Linked DNA regions of Sus scrofa: region 1 is linked to region 2. Evidence: chromatin contacts called from public HiChIP or PLAC-seq data. All regions are on one chromosome and are shown on one strand. Each heading gives the region's core, a stretch centred on a gene start, on an enhancer-like site or on the middle of the called end of the contact. The rest is flanking DNA. Distances are from core to core; before and after follow the strand shown.

Region 1 (4,310 bases), core at 44-2,543, 130 kb before region 2:
ATCCATATGCTAGTAAGATAATGTTTTATAAGTGAAGTCCTCCTCTTACTGCTCTTCTCATATGGCAACTGTCTTCTGAAATCATGTTTGCATTTGCAAACAATTCTGAACCACCAAATAACCAAGAATAAAATATATATAGTTATTATATATATATATATTATATATATATATATATATATAGTCAATTTCTTGGGACAGGTTTTAAAAATTCAGAAAGAAGTTCTATATATACATACATATATATGTGTGTGTGTGTGTGTGTGTGTGCGCATGTGTGTGTGTGTGTGTGTATACACACATTTTGCTTTTAGGGCCTCATCAATGGTATATGGAAGTTCCCAGGCTAGGGGATGAACTATAGCTGCAGGTGCCGGCCTACACTACAGCCACAGTAATGCTGGATCCTTAACCCACTGAGTGAGACCAGGGATCGGACCCACATCCTCATGGATCCTAGTCAGGTTCATTAACCACTAAGCCACAAAGGGAACTCCTGAATGTTCAATATTTTATAAAACAAACAAACAAAAAATCATAACAAAAGTATAACATTGTATCCAATTAATTGGTAGTACGGTCCTCTTTTCCCTTAAGAAAACTATAATCTAGTTATTTAAAGAAGATACAACCAGAGAATACAAGTTAACGGCTTTTCAATTACACTCAGTAGTCAATAGTTTCAGCTCAGGAACAACTGTTTATATCTGGAGTCCCCGCTGTGGCGCAGCAAAAACCAATCTGACTAGTATCCATGAGGATTCAGGTTCGATCCCTGGCCCTGCTCAGGTTAAGGATCTGGTGTTGAGCTGTGGTGTAGGTCACAGACTCGGCTCTGATTCTGCATTGCTGTGGCTGTGTAGGCTGGCAGCTATAGCTTCGATTCAACCCCTATCCTGGGAACTTCCATAAGCTGAGGTGAGGCCCTAAAAAACAAACAAACAAACAAAAGAACAACTGTTTATATCTAATACTCAACAAAATACTTTGCATCAAAATTATCTTACTTGTAACAAAAGCAGCTGGAGAAGATGATCATAGCAATTATGCAGACAGCCATAGAAACGAGCAAAGCCAGCCATCGAATGCTGCCATCAAAAAATGGACCTGACAACAGAAGTAAACAAAGAAGTAACATATCTTTCTATCACATCTTAAAAGGAAAAATAATCTGTGGTGTTAAATTCCAGAAAGTTTGACTTATTGTTAAAACCAGAGAAAATATTGTACTGAGAATTAAGACGGTACTTTTCTCAGCTAACCTACCTATAACAACAGGGGGCAGTGTAGGTTGTAAATACTGGTTACATAAGTTGGTCCGACAACATTCTATTGTCCTGCGTAGCTGGGCTTTCGGTGAATCCTAGAGGACGAGTAATGATAAAATTAGAAACAATGCAATACAGTAAACAGATAATTAATTTTTAAAATATTCATAAAATGCAATTTATAATTCAGTGAGTAAAAAAGACCTGCAAATCTTACATGTGAAAAAAGATTATTGAAAAATTTGAATCTGTAGTGAAATAGTGTTATGAAGACTCTAAAAATTTTTTTCTTTCTTTTTTGTCTGTACCCACAGCATGTGGAAGTTCCCAGGACAGGTATCAACCCTATGCCACAGCAGCAACCCAAGCATTGCTGTGACAACACCAGACCCTTAGGAGAACTCCTAAAATTTTTTTTTTTAAGAATGTATGTATGCAGATGATGTGTTATAGCACTAGACTATTAACTTAATTACAGATAAACAATAGTTTATAAGTATTTTTCACCAAAATTTTGGCCTCTCAAAGTATTACAAGTCATTTGTTTTTAGTAAAAAAGGAATTAAAGTCATGAGATCTTTTCCTAAAAAATACAGGTAATACATTACTAGTATTAAAATAGTAATCTACTAGTAGGGCAAATATGATCTTACAGTAGTACTGAGACTTAGATGAGACTTAAGATCAGACTGAACAAAAAGCAGAGGGTATCCTCAGTGAAAGAAATGACAAGTTAGGAAAGGTAGTCAAGGAGGCAGAAGATACTGCTGATTCTGCACATAACAACTGTGTTGAAACTAATGAAGCAAGTTGAAGCTCGCTTGGTAAGGATAAGGGCAAAATATAGAAACAATATTCCTGAGGGTTTTTTAGAGACCACAAACCAGATGTGTGTCCCTAAAAGATCAGAAAATGAACACATGGAAAGATGATAGTCATGAGAACAGACTCAATAACTAAATGTGAAGTTTTATTTGATTACAAGTACAGTATTTGAGTTCTCAACTTTTGAATGCTGACATTTCAGCACTGCCTGGGATAAGTGCCATTCTAGACCAAAATAGTAACAGAAAGGAATTGTTTGTCATTATAAAAGTAGCAAGAATATAAGTAGAAATTGACCATGTTATTCCTAAATATCAGATGGCCAGAAAGGAGAAACCTCGTATTAACCAGATATTCCCTTATAGAATGTGAGATTCTATAAGGGAAGATAGGTCAAGATTATTTGGAAACCTCCAAAAGCACAAGTTTTACATTTTGTAACTGAAAGTGTTAGACAATTGTTACTTTTTTGGAGGGAGGGGGGTGCGCCCATGGAATATGGATGTTCCTGGGCAGGAATTGAACCCGTACTACAGCCATAACCCAAGCCACCGCCACAAAGACAACGCCGGATCTTTAACCTGCTGTCCACAAGAGAAGTCCAACAATTTTACTTTTAAATGATCATAAAAAGAAAGAGAAAAGAGAGACATGTCAGGAGTTACATAGGTGACACTGAAAAAATCCCAGATTTAGAGAAAACCCACATGAAGGATGGAATGCAGAGTTTTTATTTAAAGATGAATAAAATAAGTGCAAAGCATCCAAGAATAGTTCCAGTAAGGCTAGCTAGAGTTCAAAACAAGCTTAGTGGTACAGAACAGAAAATGCAAGGAAAAATCAGAAGGGGGTTTCGGGCAGTGTTAGAAGAAAGGCCACCAAGGGATGGATGAAGTGTGCAGAGATCCTACCATGTTTCTGTGTTCTGTCTGAGCTCATATCTTCTAAGATAGGTGAGCTATACCACAGGAAGACGAGAGCACTTAGGAGAGGGCTAAAAGACAGGTCTAAGTCAAAGATGTTAGAAACGAGGAGTGATGAAAACTAGATAGCTAAATGTAGTATTACTTTTATTTTTTTTGTTATGGTTGATTTTAAAATTGTCAATTTCTGCTGTATAGTGAAGTGACTCAGTCATAAATGTTATATTATTTTTAAAAGGGAAAGAAAGACTACCAATAACAGATTAAGGGCAGCACAGCATTATGGAATCAGCAAGGGCTTTGGAATCAAATAGCTTAAATCCTACCACTGCGATCTATTAACTTTGTGACCTTAAGCAATGAACTTACTTCTTTGGGCTTTAGTTTCCTCTGCTATAAAATGGAGGATAAAGAATATCTGCCTTACAGGGTAACTGGGAGGAAACGAGGTAAAATTTACCAAGTATCTAGCATATTAAATGCAAATAGTAAATGTTCAATAAATCGATTCTTCCTTTAGTAAAAGTGACACAGATACTAGTAGAGATTCTAGAATAAGCTTGTAATCTCCTGGAAGACTCAATGTGGCTTCACCAAGAATAAGCAACATAAGATGCACTTCATGCTTAGGTTAAGTATGTATCTGGGGAGGCAAAAGTTAGGTGTGTCTAGATAATGGAGTTGGGTGAAAAAACCTTTCTCATTCCTGTGCTTCCCCACTCCCCCCAAGTCTATTTGTATTTCTAGATTAATGTGGGCAATAAAAATCCTTGTAGGGAAAAAATTCACTTGGCATTCATTAAATAGGAGATTCTAAATTAAACTTATTTAGTGAGCCTGAATGGGGGAGTTTTGGCATAGAGGGAATGGCACATGAGGAAGGAACTGAAACCAAATGACAAGGAATGCCAGTACAGTTTCTAAGAAATAATTCACTTTACTGGGAGAAATAAGCCAGATTTGCCACCAGAGACTGGAAGGTGGGAGCGAACATCAAGGTCTGGGCGAAGCATGGTGATTATCACTGTTTTGATCCAAACCTGGCAGTGTGTGGAAGAACTGGGAGGAAAAGTCTCAGGTAAAAGTACAATAGCTATTCTGCTCAAGTTAAGTGCCTGGGAAATGAAGAATGATACGTAGCAAGATACACAGAGAGATAAATGATGGTCAACATTTTTTGTCTGTGTGGCCCCTAAATGAATTCTGAAAAACAATGTATCCTCTCACTCATAAATTTTTTCATCATAAACAGCTGCAAATTATCCTATTAATTATATAGGATAATTAATAATTA
Region 2 (4,968 bases), core at 307-2,806:
TTCTCCTACAGTTCTCAGATCCTCAAGGACAGTTTCTCTGATCATGTCTTTTTTTTTTTTTTTTCTTTTTTTTTTTTGCCATTTCTTGGGCTGCTCCCGCGGCATATGGAAGTTCCTAGGCTAGGGGTCCAATCAGAGCTGTAGCTGCCAGCTTACGCCAGAGCCACAGCAACGCGGGATCCGAGCCGCGTCTGCGACCTACACCACAGCTCACGGCAATGCTGGATCGTTAACCCACTGAGCAAGGCCAGGGATCGAACCCGCAACCTCATGGTTCCTAGTCGGATTCGTTAACCACTGCGCCGCAACGGGAACTCCTGATCATCTGTCTTAAATTAACACCCCAACACAGCCAATTTCGTTTTATTTATACCATTTTTACTATATGAAATTTACCTTGTTCATTTACTTATTTGTTTATGGAGTGAGTTTCTCTCACCCACCAGAATGAAAACTCCACGAGAGCAAAGACCTTGTCAGTCTTGTTCTCAGCTCTTTCCTCCAAGCCTCGTTCCTGGCATATAACAGGTGCTCAATATTTGTTAAGTGAATGAGCAAGATAAGGATAGAATTTCCTCTAAGCATTTTTGAACCTTGTCAACAAGACTGTTTTAGAGGCTGGCTTGGACTATATTGAAGAGGTGAGAGTGGGTCAGGGAAACTGGGTTATACCATCTTCAGTGAAATGGAGAGTGCTGCCTTCACGGAAGGCATTAGCTCAATAGGGTAATACAAGTTAATCCATCCAAAGTCATTTTCCTGATGCAGATGCTTATGAGGCAAAGGCAGCATTAAGTCATTGTGGATATGGAGATGAATTTGAATCTAGTAAGGAGGTACTTGTGAAAGGATGCCCTTGGCAAAGCAATGCTTTAGGTTGGTTTGAAGCCCAATATTAAATGGACAAAAGTGTTATGAAGAGTAGAGGAGACAGCTACATTTTTCAGCATGGACACAACTACATGATTTTACTGGTTAATAATAACCCTGTCACGGTTTAGGACAAGTCAAAACAGAAATTGTGTTTATGAAAAGAGATGGTGATATATAAATATAATCCAGTGCACAAAATAGAGAAAAGTTTAAAAATCTGAATGTGTTCTTTTCTTTGTAATGGTATAACATGTTACTTCCCATTCTGTGTTTACCCGTAAATGACTTGCTGCTTTTCCCATTTCCATTTTCATTCCTCTTTGCTTCAAAGCACTTGTTTCCTGTGATTAAAAGGTGGTTTAGTGATGCTCTGTTGCAAAGTAGTCACCACTTGGTCTTGCCTAATCTGTGGTCTCTATAGACCTCTCTCTGCTATCAGTACACCCTTTACCATAGAGCTTAATCCTCTCCAGGCCCTATGGCAGGAAGATTTCTCAGACCTCTAGTCCCAAGCCTGGCACTCAGCCTTCTGCTCCCTCTGCTATTTACTGGGCAGCCATAACCTTGGCCCCCCTCTGAGCACTGACTCACAGCTCTTTTCTTGATCTGGAAGCCCTGGCCTTTTAACCTGAGTGGAACTTGATTTTCTCTCTGCCTGTTGTCTGGACTCTGCTCTCTGGAGCCTGTCCCAGTCCTACAGCACAGACTCTGCTGGGCACTAATAGATACTCCTGATGGCAATGCTTGTTTCCCTTCAGCTTTGTTCCTAGATTCTCTCCTTCTGTATTCTATCCATCTATCAGGCCTCCTTTCCCCCATTACCTCAAAGTGGACATCCTGATGCCTGCTGCTCTCCTGGGCTACCACCTGTTGTTTGCTCACTGCTCTCTGGCTATCAGGTACTGCCTAGCACACTGTAGTTGCTCCCACCAAACACCTGGAGCTGTGGCCTCCCCACCCTAGTTCCCACTCAGCCCACAGTAAATCTGTCCTTCCCCATCCTATAGCAGTTCACTACCCTCACCACCCTGCCTTTCTGTCCTGAGAGCAGTGGATTTATGACCTCTTATACTTTATTTTTTTGACCAGATATAACTAATTAAAGGCAAATGGATATAGTTGGTTTTTGTTTTTATTTAGCTAAATAAAGTATTAAGGTGTAATAGGTGCTTGTGTATGAGTATGTAATTGTATGTGTATATATATGCATATTTGTATGTGTATATATATCTTACCTCTGAACACTGATTCTACTCAAGAATTCCTTTGGTGCTAATAGTCCAGAAATCCCAGCATTTGGAGCTAGGTATGATTACCTTGTGAATGACAAGGTGTCATGATAGGGATTCAGGCTGAGATAACTGGGAAGAGACAATCCCGGATCAGGAATGTTGTGTCATTAGCAGCTATACTGTATCTACTGTCCATGGTCTACATGGTTATCCAGATACATTCCTAGGTGTGGTGTGTCACCAATGGGAACAGACATGCTAGTTTATCCACCACGTGTGTTTCCATCCCTGTGCTGGACATAAAGTTATAGAGGACAGGAACTGTCTTTTTCTCACTCCATGGTATCCCTACAATCTAGCATGCTGCCTTGCACACCGGAAGCCCTGAAGATAATTGATAAATCATTTTGTTCTCTATTGTTAGTTTGCCCTCATTTGTTTCTTTTATTTTTAATCAATGGTGGGGGGGGAGAGGAGTTTTTAATATTTTTAAGGATTCATATTACTTATCTTGATGAAAGTCTAACAAATGACTGTTATGATAACACAGAACTATCATTGACTTTAAATTTTACCAACTCTTTTCAATGAATAATGCTTGAGTTCTGGAGTTTCAGTTGCACTTTAAGACAACATCCTCCATTCTTTCATGAGGAAACATAATCATACATTTAACCCGTACCCAATACCTGTCAATATTTCTTTTAAAATGTAGATTTACAGGGAGTTCTTGTTGTGGCTCAGCAGGTTGTGAACCTGACTATTATCCATAAGGATGCTGGTTTGATCCCTGGCCTTGCTCAGTGGGTTAAATATCTGGTGTTGCCACAAACTGCAGTAGGTCACTCTGATTTGACTCCTAGCCTGTGGGAACTTCCAAATACTTCAGGTACAGCCTGAAAAAAAAGAAAATGTAGACTTTGCATTTAGTTTGCTCCCCACCTTAAAATCTACCTTCCTCATTGTATACCTGAATTATTCTAGCTATCCTCCTAATTGGTGATTCCCTCTGTCAACTGATCTTGCTCAGTTTTTCCAGATTTCACTTAATGAATCACTACACTCATCAACGTCTGGAAACTACAGCTGTATGGCAGCATTCTGTTAGATTGGTCTATCCACTTCCTGCAGAATGGGCCACATTCATTTTCCTTTTAACATCATTCTCTGCCTGCCATGCCTAAGTACCACCTCTTGCAAGAAGTCATCTATTGTTACTCCATCCTAAACTTTTCTCTCTATAGTTTCTATCACTGACTTTTTTGCACAGTTTAGCTGTTCCTATAGCTCTCACAAAAGATTTCATATCTTTATTCAGTTTCTAGCCTCCCACCCTGGGAAGGACAGTTTAAAGTATATCAAAAGAGCAGCCCCAAGCTGAGGCCTACCATTGTAATTGTCAAAATCTTTGCCTCTTTGTTTTCAAAGGTTCATCTGGAGCTGGAAGTTTGGTGACAAACTTCTCAATACATATGCTGTGCTGCTCTGTCCCTCAAGGTCAAAGAGGGCACTTCTGTTCCTCCTTCTTTTCTCCCCTCCCCTCCCCTTCCCTCTCCTACCACAGTTGCTGTAGTCACCTCACTGAACACCTCGGGTGGCTACATTGCAGGGCTCCCAGGGGCGCCATTTATATCCCTGATCTGTGTGAAAGATGCTCCCTGGAATTGTGTCGTACACAGTGTTCAGCTGGCCCCACTAGCACCATGAAGTTGCCGTTCTAATTGCAGGCAAGGAACCTAGTCCCTGGCTTGCTTAAAGAACTAGCTGCTGCTGCTGCTGCTGCTGCTGCTTTTTCTTGTTCTTTTTTTGGCCAAGTCTGCAGCATGCACATGTTCTGGGACCAGGGATCAAACCCTTGCCAGAGCAGCCACCTGAGCCACAGCAGTGACAACACTGGATCCTTAACCCACTGAGCCACCACGGAATTCCAAAGTACCAGCTTTTTAATTATTTAATGTTAGACATTATATATCTAAATGTAATGTTATATATTACATAGATACACATATAATGATATATTTTATGACATAACATTATATACCATTCAGAACATTTGAGGGAAATGAAGGTGGCAAGATACATATTTGTCAGAATTAAGTCAGACTCCTATATAAATAGCATATGCACACTACTACCTATAAAATAGGTAACCACCTGGACCCACCATATAGCACAAGAACTAAATATTATATAATAACCTATAAGGGAAAATAATCTGAAAAACAATATATATGTAAAAAATTGAATCATTGTGCTGTACACCTGAACCTTACACAATATTGTAAATCAACTGTACCTCAATAAAAAAATTGTAAAAGAAATGGTAAATACTGAAATAAAAGTAAAATACTAAAAAAAAAATACATCCTCTAGTAACTCTCAAAAAAATTAGAATCCCATATAAAATGTATAATTAATCAAAATTCTTATTTATTTGATCAATGTGAACAAATCGGGGGGGCACACCCACAGTATGTGGAAGTTCCTTGGCCAGGGATCAGTCCACAACGCAGCAGTGACCTGAGCCGCTGCAGTGACAATTCCAGGCCCTTAACTGACTGCATCACAAGGGAACTCCAACAAATTTATTCTTTTCTATTTTTTTCTCTTATGGCCTCCCTGCAGCATATGGAGTTCCTGGGCCAGATATCAGATCTGAGCTGCAGATGTGACTAATGCTGCAGCTGCAGCAATGCCAGATCCTTAACCCACTGTGCCAGGCTAGGGATTGAACCTGCATCCCAGGGATCCCAAGATGCCAGGGATCCCGTTGCGACACAGCAGGAAATCGCAAATTTCTTTGTAATAACAAAAATTATCCTGTTGTTAAACTTGCAATAATTTATCATACTAATCAAATTTT

The links. HiChIP or PLAC-seq counts read pairs in DNA pulled down with a chosen protein or histone mark.
Region 1: a contact with region 2 is called in an H3K27ac HiChIP or PLAC-seq map of skeletal muscle. The contact joins two enhancer-like sites. A contact is called at or near these places in 7 of 47 Hi-C or Micro-C datasets (alveolar macrophages, embryonic fibroblasts, fetal heart ventricle and 2 more) and 2 of 2 datasets of contacts at active chromatin or transcription factors (alveolar macrophages and skeletal muscle).

What each region holds. Positions count from the first base shown.
Region 1 is chr14:87,866,619-87,870,928 of Sscrofa11.1, reverse strand. BMPR1A (bone morphogenetic protein receptor type 1A) reads right to left here. Exons shown (of 11, transcript NM_001204767.1): 4 at 1,267-1,363; 5 at 1,008-1,107. Among named protein-coding and RNA genes, the nearest start is that of BMPR1A, 14 kb to the right of the region's middle. Within about 2 kb of position 1,293, at least 4 of the 83 cell types and tissues checked have an H3K27ac peak or open chromatin away from gene starts, as enhancers often do. A contact at or near this core is called in skeletal muscle, where this site is marked.
Region 2 is chr14:87,735,734-87,740,701 of Sscrofa11.1, reverse strand. No RefSeq gene overlaps it. Among named protein-coding and RNA genes, the nearest start is that of LDB3, 77 kb to the right of the region's middle. Within about 2 kb of position 1,556, at least 15 of the 83 cell types and tissues checked have an H3K27ac peak or open chromatin away from gene starts, as enhancers often do. A contact at or near this core is called in skeletal muscle, where this site is marked.